Linked DNA regions of Mus musculus: region 2 is linked to region 1. Evidence: chromatin contacts called from public promoter capture Hi-C data. All regions are on one chromosome and are shown on one strand. The core of a region is the stretch at or near the end of the contact, and the rest is flanking DNA. Distances in the headings are between cores, read along the strand shown. Region 1 overlaps Tnrc6b (trinucleotide repeat containing 6b). Region 2 overlaps Mrtfa (myocardin related transcription factor A).

Region 1 (4,104 bases), core at 693-3,192:
CATGAAGTAGACAGAGTAGATCAGACTCTCACCAATTCTCTTTACCACCCACTGTCAAACTGGTGAACAAAAAAGTGTAAACTCCATTTGGCCATAGCTGCCATGACAAAAATCCAGAGAGAGCACAAACAAGTGATAGCAGGCCCCAGCTGCAAGTCCATGCTCAGACAGAATGGGGCCTGGGTGTTGGCTTGCCTGCTGTTATGAATGGGATTCTTTGCCTCATGTGGATTTAAGGAAGGAAGGGAAGGAGGGAGGGAGGGAGGGGAAGAAAGAAAGCTGACATTTTCTTCTTGCTTTTGTAAAACTTCAAATTTTTAAAAATTAGTTTAGAATCACAGCAAAATTGAGAGGATGGGATAGCAACTTCCTGAGTACTCCTTCAGTGGTTCCTCAACCCATTGTTATCACTCCTAGAGTATCCTTTGTTACAGTTTCCAAGCATCCCTTAGCACCTAATTCACCAGCGTTCACAGTTCACGTTAGGGTTCTGTTCACTTTCTGGGTCGGTGGTGGTGGTGGTGGTGGTGGTGGTGGTGGTGGTGGTGGTGGTGGTGGTGGGTGTGAACAAACAAGTGCTGATCTCCTCACCTCACATCATTCAGGGTTGTAAGGTTGCCCTAAATATCCTCCCCTGCCTCCCTCCCTCCTTCCCTCTGCCCCCGCCCCCCCCACCTCAGACACACGCACACACACAGGCTGGAGACATAGCTCAGGTGTTCTTGCTTGGCATGAATAAATCCCTACGTTCAGTCCCCAGTACTGCATAAACCAAGCATGATCGCCACACCTGTCGTCAGGCATGCAGACAACACAGTAGCAGAGGGCTGACAGCTGTACACCACCCCACCCCCACCCCCTTGCTGGCGATCCCTCGGATCACGTGACTCTTCTCCTTTCTGTAGGTGTGTGTTGGGAAACACTACCATCCTGGCCGAGTTTGCCACTGAGGATGAAGTCAGCCGCTTTCTGGCTCAAGCTCAGCCCCCTACGCCTGCAGCCACCCCGAGTGCACCTGCCACAGGGTGGCAGTCCCTGGAGACCAGCCAGAACCAAGCAGACCCCGTTGGACCTGCGCTGAACCTTTTCGGTGGGTCCACCGGGCTCGGGCAGTGGAGCAGCAGCGCTGGTGGCAGCAGTGGGGCCGATCTTGCCGGCACTTCCTTGTGGGGCCCCCCAAACTATTCTTCTAGCTTGTGGGGAGTCCCGACGGTGGAAGATCCCCATAGGATGGGCAGCCCTGCTCCTTTACTACCTGGTGACCTTCTGGGAGGAGGGTCGGATTCAATCTGAACTTAAACTTTCAACTCTGACCTCGTGACCTTTTTTGGAACAGCAGCAGCACTAACTTGACCTTTTCGTTTTTTTTTTCAACTTGCAATAAATACATTTTTAAAAGGAAAAAAGAAAACGGAGAGAGAAAAAAGGTGGGTCATTGACAGACTGTCTGAGCACATAGTTGCCTCCCTTAAAACTTCAGTTTTTTCGTTTGGAATATGAATCCAAAAAGAGAACATATCACTCTTGAAATACTTGAATCATGAACGCCAACCTAGAAAGACAATGTGAAGCAAGTACACATACCATTTAAATTTAAACACAAAAAAATTAAAAAAATTAGTTTCTAGTTTTTCACTTTTTTCATGTTATATGGAAGTTGTTGCTAAGAAACATATATACTGAAAAAATAGCTTTTTAACTTTGTTTGCACTGGGTGTGTTTCCGTCCTTAGGTCTACCATGTTTGGGTGGGAGGGAAATTCAAAAGAATTGTTGGGGGAGGGGGGAGGGAAGACTTGACGGAGCCTCACTTTAAAAACAAAAACAAAAAAACTTAAAAAAAAAAAAAAGGTAAAATTTTGTGATTGGCTGGTTGATAAATACCAGTGTGTTCTGGCACATGTAACTGCCCAGGCATGCTCGTTCTGGTATGTGTGTGCACGTGTGTTCATGTGCATTTGCGTGCATCCTCCTCTCTGTCTCTCTTCGTGTGCCTGCGTCCTGCCCTCCTCGTCCTGCCTCGCCCCGCCCCACCCCCACCCTGATTTCTCAGAAAGCTGCATTGCTGACAGTTCCAAAGGCTGGCTGGCCGGCCATCCGCTTTTCATTATTTCTGACTATGAGAACACAGGAGCACAGGGAGCCGCTGCAACTCAAGCCACTTCTTCTGGCTGCCTCGAGATGAAGGGTGCTTTTCAGTGACAGAGCAGCAGCCAGAATGCGGGGGGGGGGGGGGGGGGGGGGGGGCGGGGAGGTCCCCAGCTTCTGTCGACCCAGCTGCAGAGCAGAGCACTGCCAAGGCCAGAGGTGTGACAGAAGGCCCCTCCCTCCAAGAAGCTGCTGCTCACCTCTGTGCTGTGAAGTAAGCAGCTGCCTGCCCGGCAGCAGGAGTCTAAGGACTGAGCTGGCCAGTTGGCTACTTTGAGTGAGAACAGACGATTCAATAATTTTTAAATCGTGTGATGTTTTAAAAGCTGAAAAACAGTTCCCACTTTGCTGTGCTCGTCGGGTGTGAGAATTTTTTGAAAGGATTCAGGTAATGCAAATTCAATTACTTCTATCAGTTCTCATTATCATGTGAGGAAGACAGTAAGTTATGAGCAGCCTCCTGGAAGCATCGCAGCGCCTCCCTCTCTGCTCCCCTCTCTCTCTCTCTCGCTGAGCATTACCTGTGCCAGGCCGTGGCGTGTTACAGCACCAGGCCATCACTGACAGAAACGTTTACTTAACGAATGTTCTTAAACCAGTGTGTACTTCAAGTGTCTCCCTTTGTTTCTCTGTGTTGTTTCCTGTGTATGTGGTTTTGCTTAGGCAGAAATAACTTAGCAAAGTATTGCACCTTGTTTTGGTTTTGACCTCTTTTTTTTTTTTTTCTTTCCTTGTAATGTTGGTTTTTTTATTTTGGTATTTAAAGACTTTTTTAAAAAAACATCAATGTAGTAGTTCTCTGGGCCGAACAGGAGGCAATGTTTAATCCACAGTTATCACCAATACGTATGTACTATGTTGGAATCAAAATATATCAAATTTCTTATTGTGAAGAGAGTGAAAGTAAACCCGAAGGGGATCCTCACGTGCTAAATAGATGGCGGGCGGGCGGGCGGGCGGGCGGGCGGGCGGGCGTGATGTGTGCGGGGAACATGCTAGCACTTGTGTGATATCCCAGTCTGCATCGTACTGTCTGTTCAACATGAAGTGCCGACATTCTGTACCAGCAATTACCTGCCCATTCCAACCCCTGACGGGAGCAGACCTCTGCTGTCCTCTGTGACTTGCTGCTATTGAGGACAAGGGAGTTTTTCTTTCTTTAGCATCTTCAGTGAAGGATACAACAATGCCTAATGTATTTAACTTTCAGCTTGTGTCTTTGGTGTAGGTGGGTAGAGGGGTATGGATAGGAAAAAGCAAACAGACAAACAAAAAACCCAAAATTGCATGTAAGTGGCTTTGTAAGACAGTGAGTGGGAAATTCTGTAGTCGTCTTGGCTTACCTTGTTGGGTATAAACCTAGCTTCAGAGGAGGCTGACGGGGCACCATTCCCATGAGCACCTGTGCTTAACAATCTGGGCGCCCTTGGCAGGTGGGTAGGCAAATGAGCGTGCAGTTCTGGTTTGTTCCTGCAACACCTTGTTCTCATGGACTCTGCCTTCCTCCTGCTCTCTGGTTTCCATCACCACCACCCCCTCTCACCTCTGCCCTGCAAAATGTCTCCTTCCAGCCCCACTGACTCTCAGTGTTGGAGCAGAGCTCTGTCGCAGGTGATGACGTCCAGGTGAAGCGCCGCTTATATTCAGACATCTGCAGACTGAAGGCTGAACTTTAGTGTCCCCAGACTCCTGGGAGCCTGTGGGGACTGTCCACTGCCGCTCTTGGTTCATGGCCCTGCCTATCCTCTCCTCTGCCCCTGCTCCTCTTTCTGCCTGTTGGGTCCTTGACCTGCACTATGGCTTAGTTGAGTTCCTTACGATACTACGGTGAAAGCCGGGTGCTAGAGCCCCTCTTGTTTACAAGACATAAATGAGGGATTTGAAATATGTAAAAATAAGCATGAGAAGCTAAAATGTTCTTCCATCATAAGCTTAAAGGGAAAAAAACTAAAAACTT
Region 2 (4,104 bases), core at 753-3,252, 130 kb after region 1:
TTTTTTTGTTTTTTAAATCAGGGCCAGTGGTGGAGTTCCAGAACACAGAGGAACTCCACCACTCACATCTCTGTGAATCTGAGACCAGCCTGGTCTATGGAGTAAGTTCCAGGTCACCCAGAGTTAAAAGTGAAACTCTTGTCTCAAAAAAGCCAAAAAGTTGTCCTCTGAGAGGCTCCACCCAGCAGTTGACTGAAACAGATGCAGAGACACATAGTCAACCATTACACAGAGCTCAGGAAGTCTTGTGGGGGAGTTGGGGAGAAGGATTGAGGAACCCAGAAGGGATAAGGACTTCACAAGAAGACCAACAGAGTCAATTAACTTGAACCTTTGGGGGTTCCCAGAGACTGAACCACCAACCAAAAACCAATACATGGGTTGGACCTAGGTCCCCTGCACATAGCAGATGTGCAGCCTGGTCTTCATGCAGGTCCCCCAACAACTGGAGTGGGGGCCGTCCCTGACTCTGTTGCCTGTCTGTGGATCCTGTTCCCCTAACTGCCTTGTCTGGTCTCAGTGAGAGAAGATGCGCCTAGTCCTGTAGAGACTTAAGGTGCCAAGTATCAGGTATCCATCCAGATGAATGTGGCCAAGGCTGACAAGGTCACAGGCAGGTTTAAAACCTATGCCACCTGCAGGCCATTCTCAGGATAGACAAGTCAGATGATTCTCTTTTCTGCTTAGCTAAGGCAAACTATATCATCTCAAAGAACTTCTGATCAGAGGAAATTTAGGGACATGTAATTAACAATGAGAACCCCACCCCAAATTGTAGGTAGTGTAAAATTTTAGTTTCCTAACTGAAAAGAATTGGAGATTCAAAAATAAATTTTCAGAAAGGCTGCAGTGAAACTTGTACAGATAAAATCCGTAAAATTAAACTTCCATGTGGTATGTGAGGATAAGAGCTACGAGATCGGCAGCTCAAGCCCATGTAGGAGAAACCTGGGCCATTTAACTGTTAAATTAAGTTCCCCACAGCACCTGTCCCATGATTATTAGTGAGGATGGATGAGAAGCAAAGGCGCGTGCAATCCTACGGGTGTTCACGTCATAAACCCACAGCTCTGTTTGATATTTCTGTGGTTGGATCTGCTGCAGGGTTTGCACAACTTTTACAGGACAAACCTGCCTCAGGTCAACCAGGAGATGAGATGGATGCTTCCATCACCTCTGGGATGATTTCCACCTCTCCTGTCACAGACCTAACTTTCTAGTCAGGTATTAACTAGGCTTCTTCAGCACACTGCATGGCTGGAAGGGGACAGGCCAGATTATGAGCTTAAATATAATGTAGAACTACATCATACACATTTTTTAAAATTTTGCTTGGCACACAAGATTTGTAAATTTTTATGAGGTGAAATGTGATGTTTTTACTCCTGTGCAGTTGGCTAATTAGCATATCCACCACCTTAAACTTTCACCATTTCTTTATGCTGAGTACACTCGAAATTCCTCCTCTTTGGGTCTATCCAAATTGTCACTAACAATATCCACTAAGAATGTTTACTTTAAAAATGTCCCCGAGAGGAAATGTTCTCACCCTTGTGTCACTTAAGCATCTCAGTAGTAGCATCCCTAAACAGCCTTACCCTGGTGGTTTCAGAAAAATGGGTGAGACTAGTTTGACAACCCGTGTAATTTGCTTCAGGCTCGACCCCTTCTCTGCTGGCCCTGCTGATTCTCACCAGCGTGAACACAGTCAGCAACAGCTGGGGATCATTAACCCGACAGAAATAGCTCAGGAACTCCAGCGTGTGAGTGGGGGAGGCGAGGCTGAGTATCAGATTTAAAAAATCAAAGGGCAACAGGCAAGGCGGGAGGCGGGGAAGAGGTGACCCCTAAGGAGAGTATCTCCCTACATTAGAGCCAATGGGATAACTAATGAAGGGGCAACTGACTATACCAAAGCTGCTTCACCCCTCCCTAGTCTTAGATGGAAGGCTTAGTCAGACCCGAGAATGGGACAGGCTGGGCTGTGGAGAGGGAAGCTGTAGAGTCCTAAAGTTTACCCTCAAATCATCTCAGTCTGAAGGAATCTTTCAGAGGAGATGAATCAGTCCCAGGGTTGTACTGACAGTAGAAGCCAAGTCCACAACAGGGCAGGCACAGGGCCGTGAGAAGATACGACAATCCCAAGGTGGTCTCAGCCAGGTCTACCTCTATCGGGTGCTCTCCGATAGCTTTTGAACCCGGCATGTTTCAGGAGATTGGTGCAGGAATGTGCCATCTGCCTGGGCCCCAGCCCAAGTGTGTTCAGCACACAGCTGAACGTACTGGAGGAGCTTTTGTCAGATCCCTACCCCCCAGGGAGTCGGCTGGCACATCCTGATCTGCACGTTTAATTCTGATGAGGTCCAGAACCCTGTAAGCTTCTTCATACCACACTTGCCAGGGTGTCCACTCAGTATCACCAGGACTTCTCCCAGCAGGGCAGTTCTGTAACTGAGTTTCCTACCTGGAAGCCTGGACAGGGAATTATTCAAGTGCAAATAGTAAGCTGCAACTTTCCTTGGTAAGAGGTTTTGTAAGCAGGAGCCTGCCTGGATTCAGCTGAACATTTTATCTGGTGTCTCTATAATGATCTGCTGATGAAAGAAAGCCCCATCTTCCTGTGCAGCCCTGGTTGTCCTGGAACCTGCCCTGTAGACCAGGCTGGCCTCAAACTCAGAGATCAGCCTGTCTTTGCCTCCCTAGATTTAATCCTTCTGGGATTAAAGGTGTGCACCACCACAGCTAACCTACTGCTTGTCTAACCACAAACTACCATAGCAAACTGTGTTCATGCTTATTTCCAAAATGCAGCCGTCTTCTCTTAAAAATTGCATCTGAACCTGGTTTTCCATAATGCTCTAAATACCTTATAATAATTAGCTGACTCTGAATATTTGAAGTTGATAAGAAAGGCAGAGGATGTTAAAATATTAAATCCACTTGAGACTAAACAAAAGGGTATGACTTACATGGCTAACAGTTCATCCTGAGGCAGCAACATCAGAAGACAAGCTTCGTTGAGCAGACTTCTGTAGTTATAACCACAGGTCAGTGTGTGCAGCTTAGGTGGACAGAACTGCATGTCACATCTCCTATCAATTCTTAACAGCATGCAGTCTTTAATATTTAAAACTTAAGGTTATAATATTACAACTAGTCTCTTACTGTGTGCACTCCATATGGAGGTGAAGACAGAAGCAAAGAAGGAGCCCAAGTTCATGTCACACCTTACAGAGAGCTCACACACATGTCACACCTTAGAGAGCTCACACACATGTCACACCTTACAGAGAGCTCACACATGACCTCATTTGACTCAGTTATGACTAAAGACACTAGAAAATCAGAAACTGGTTTACTAAGCTAGAGCAAGTCAGACACACACAGACACACACACACACACACACAGACACACACACACAGACACACACATAGACATACACAACTGGCAAGATCAAACTAAGAACAGCAAGTTCAAGACAATTTTGCTCTCTGTTAAGACACTAACTGCCTACCATATAATGGTGTCCAACTTCAAGAAAGTAATGTATGACACCCAGAGACTTGACTGATCTCTCTCAGCTTTAACAAGATGTTACATCCCTTGTTCCAACTTCATATTCTGAATGTAGCTGAAAAGCATTACAGAAACATTATTAATGTCACTGACAATAAACAGAGGCAAATTACTTCTGAATTATCCACATGAGACTGACTAAAATCAGATTAGGATACTAGTCAAAAACCTCAGTTAATTCAGGATAAACACATCTCCCTAGGGATGCAATACTGCCCTCTAGTGCCCAGAAACAGTAATTATCAGAAGGCTAATTAACTGCTCCATGTGCACAAATGGGTGGCTTCAGTGTGAGCACTTGGGAGGACCAGAGAGAAAAGGCTGGGCTTACCACATGCATTTAAAACAAACAAACAAACAAACAAACCCCACAAAAGTGCAAAAGACCTCAAGGAACTCACAAATACAGCGGAGAAGATAAGTGTAAAATGGCCTGTGAGACAGCACAGAATGAAGATGCTGTTGACCTGAGTTCCATTCTTGGATTCCACCAGGTAGAAGAAGTGAACAGACTCTAACTAAAAGTG

The links. Promoter capture Hi-C pulls out the DNA fragments that hold promoters and counts their contacts.
Region 2: a promoter capture Hi-C map of cranial neural crest shows a contact between it and region 1, with 2.3 times the contacts expected there. The contact joins two enhancer-like sites. A contact is called at or near these places in 5 of 39 promoter capture datasets (the C10 cell line, cranial neural crest, liver and 2 more), 2 of 484 Hi-C or Micro-C datasets (the G1E-ER4 cell line and liver) and 1 of 9 other capture datasets (adipose tissue).

Annotation. Positions count from the first base shown.
Region 1 is chr15:80,928,184-80,932,287 of GRCm38.p6, forward strand. It overlaps Tnrc6b (trinucleotide repeat containing 6b), which reads left to right. Exons shown (of 25, transcript NM_144812.3): 25 at 906-4,104. The coding sequence ends at 1,293. Among named protein-coding and RNA genes, the nearest start is that of Mir5113, 9.8 kb to the right of the region's middle. Within about 2 kb of position 1,943, at least 62 of the 459 cell types and tissues checked have an H3K27ac peak or open chromatin away from gene starts, as enhancers often do.
Region 2 is chr15:81,060,534-81,064,637 of GRCm38.p6, forward strand. All of the region lies in intron 2 of Mrtfa (myocardin related transcription factor A), which reads right to left. Among named protein-coding and RNA genes, the nearest start is that of Sgsm3, 85 kb to the left of the region's middle. Within about 2 kb of position 2,003, at least 87 of the 459 cell types and tissues checked have an H3K27ac peak or open chromatin away from gene starts, as enhancers often do.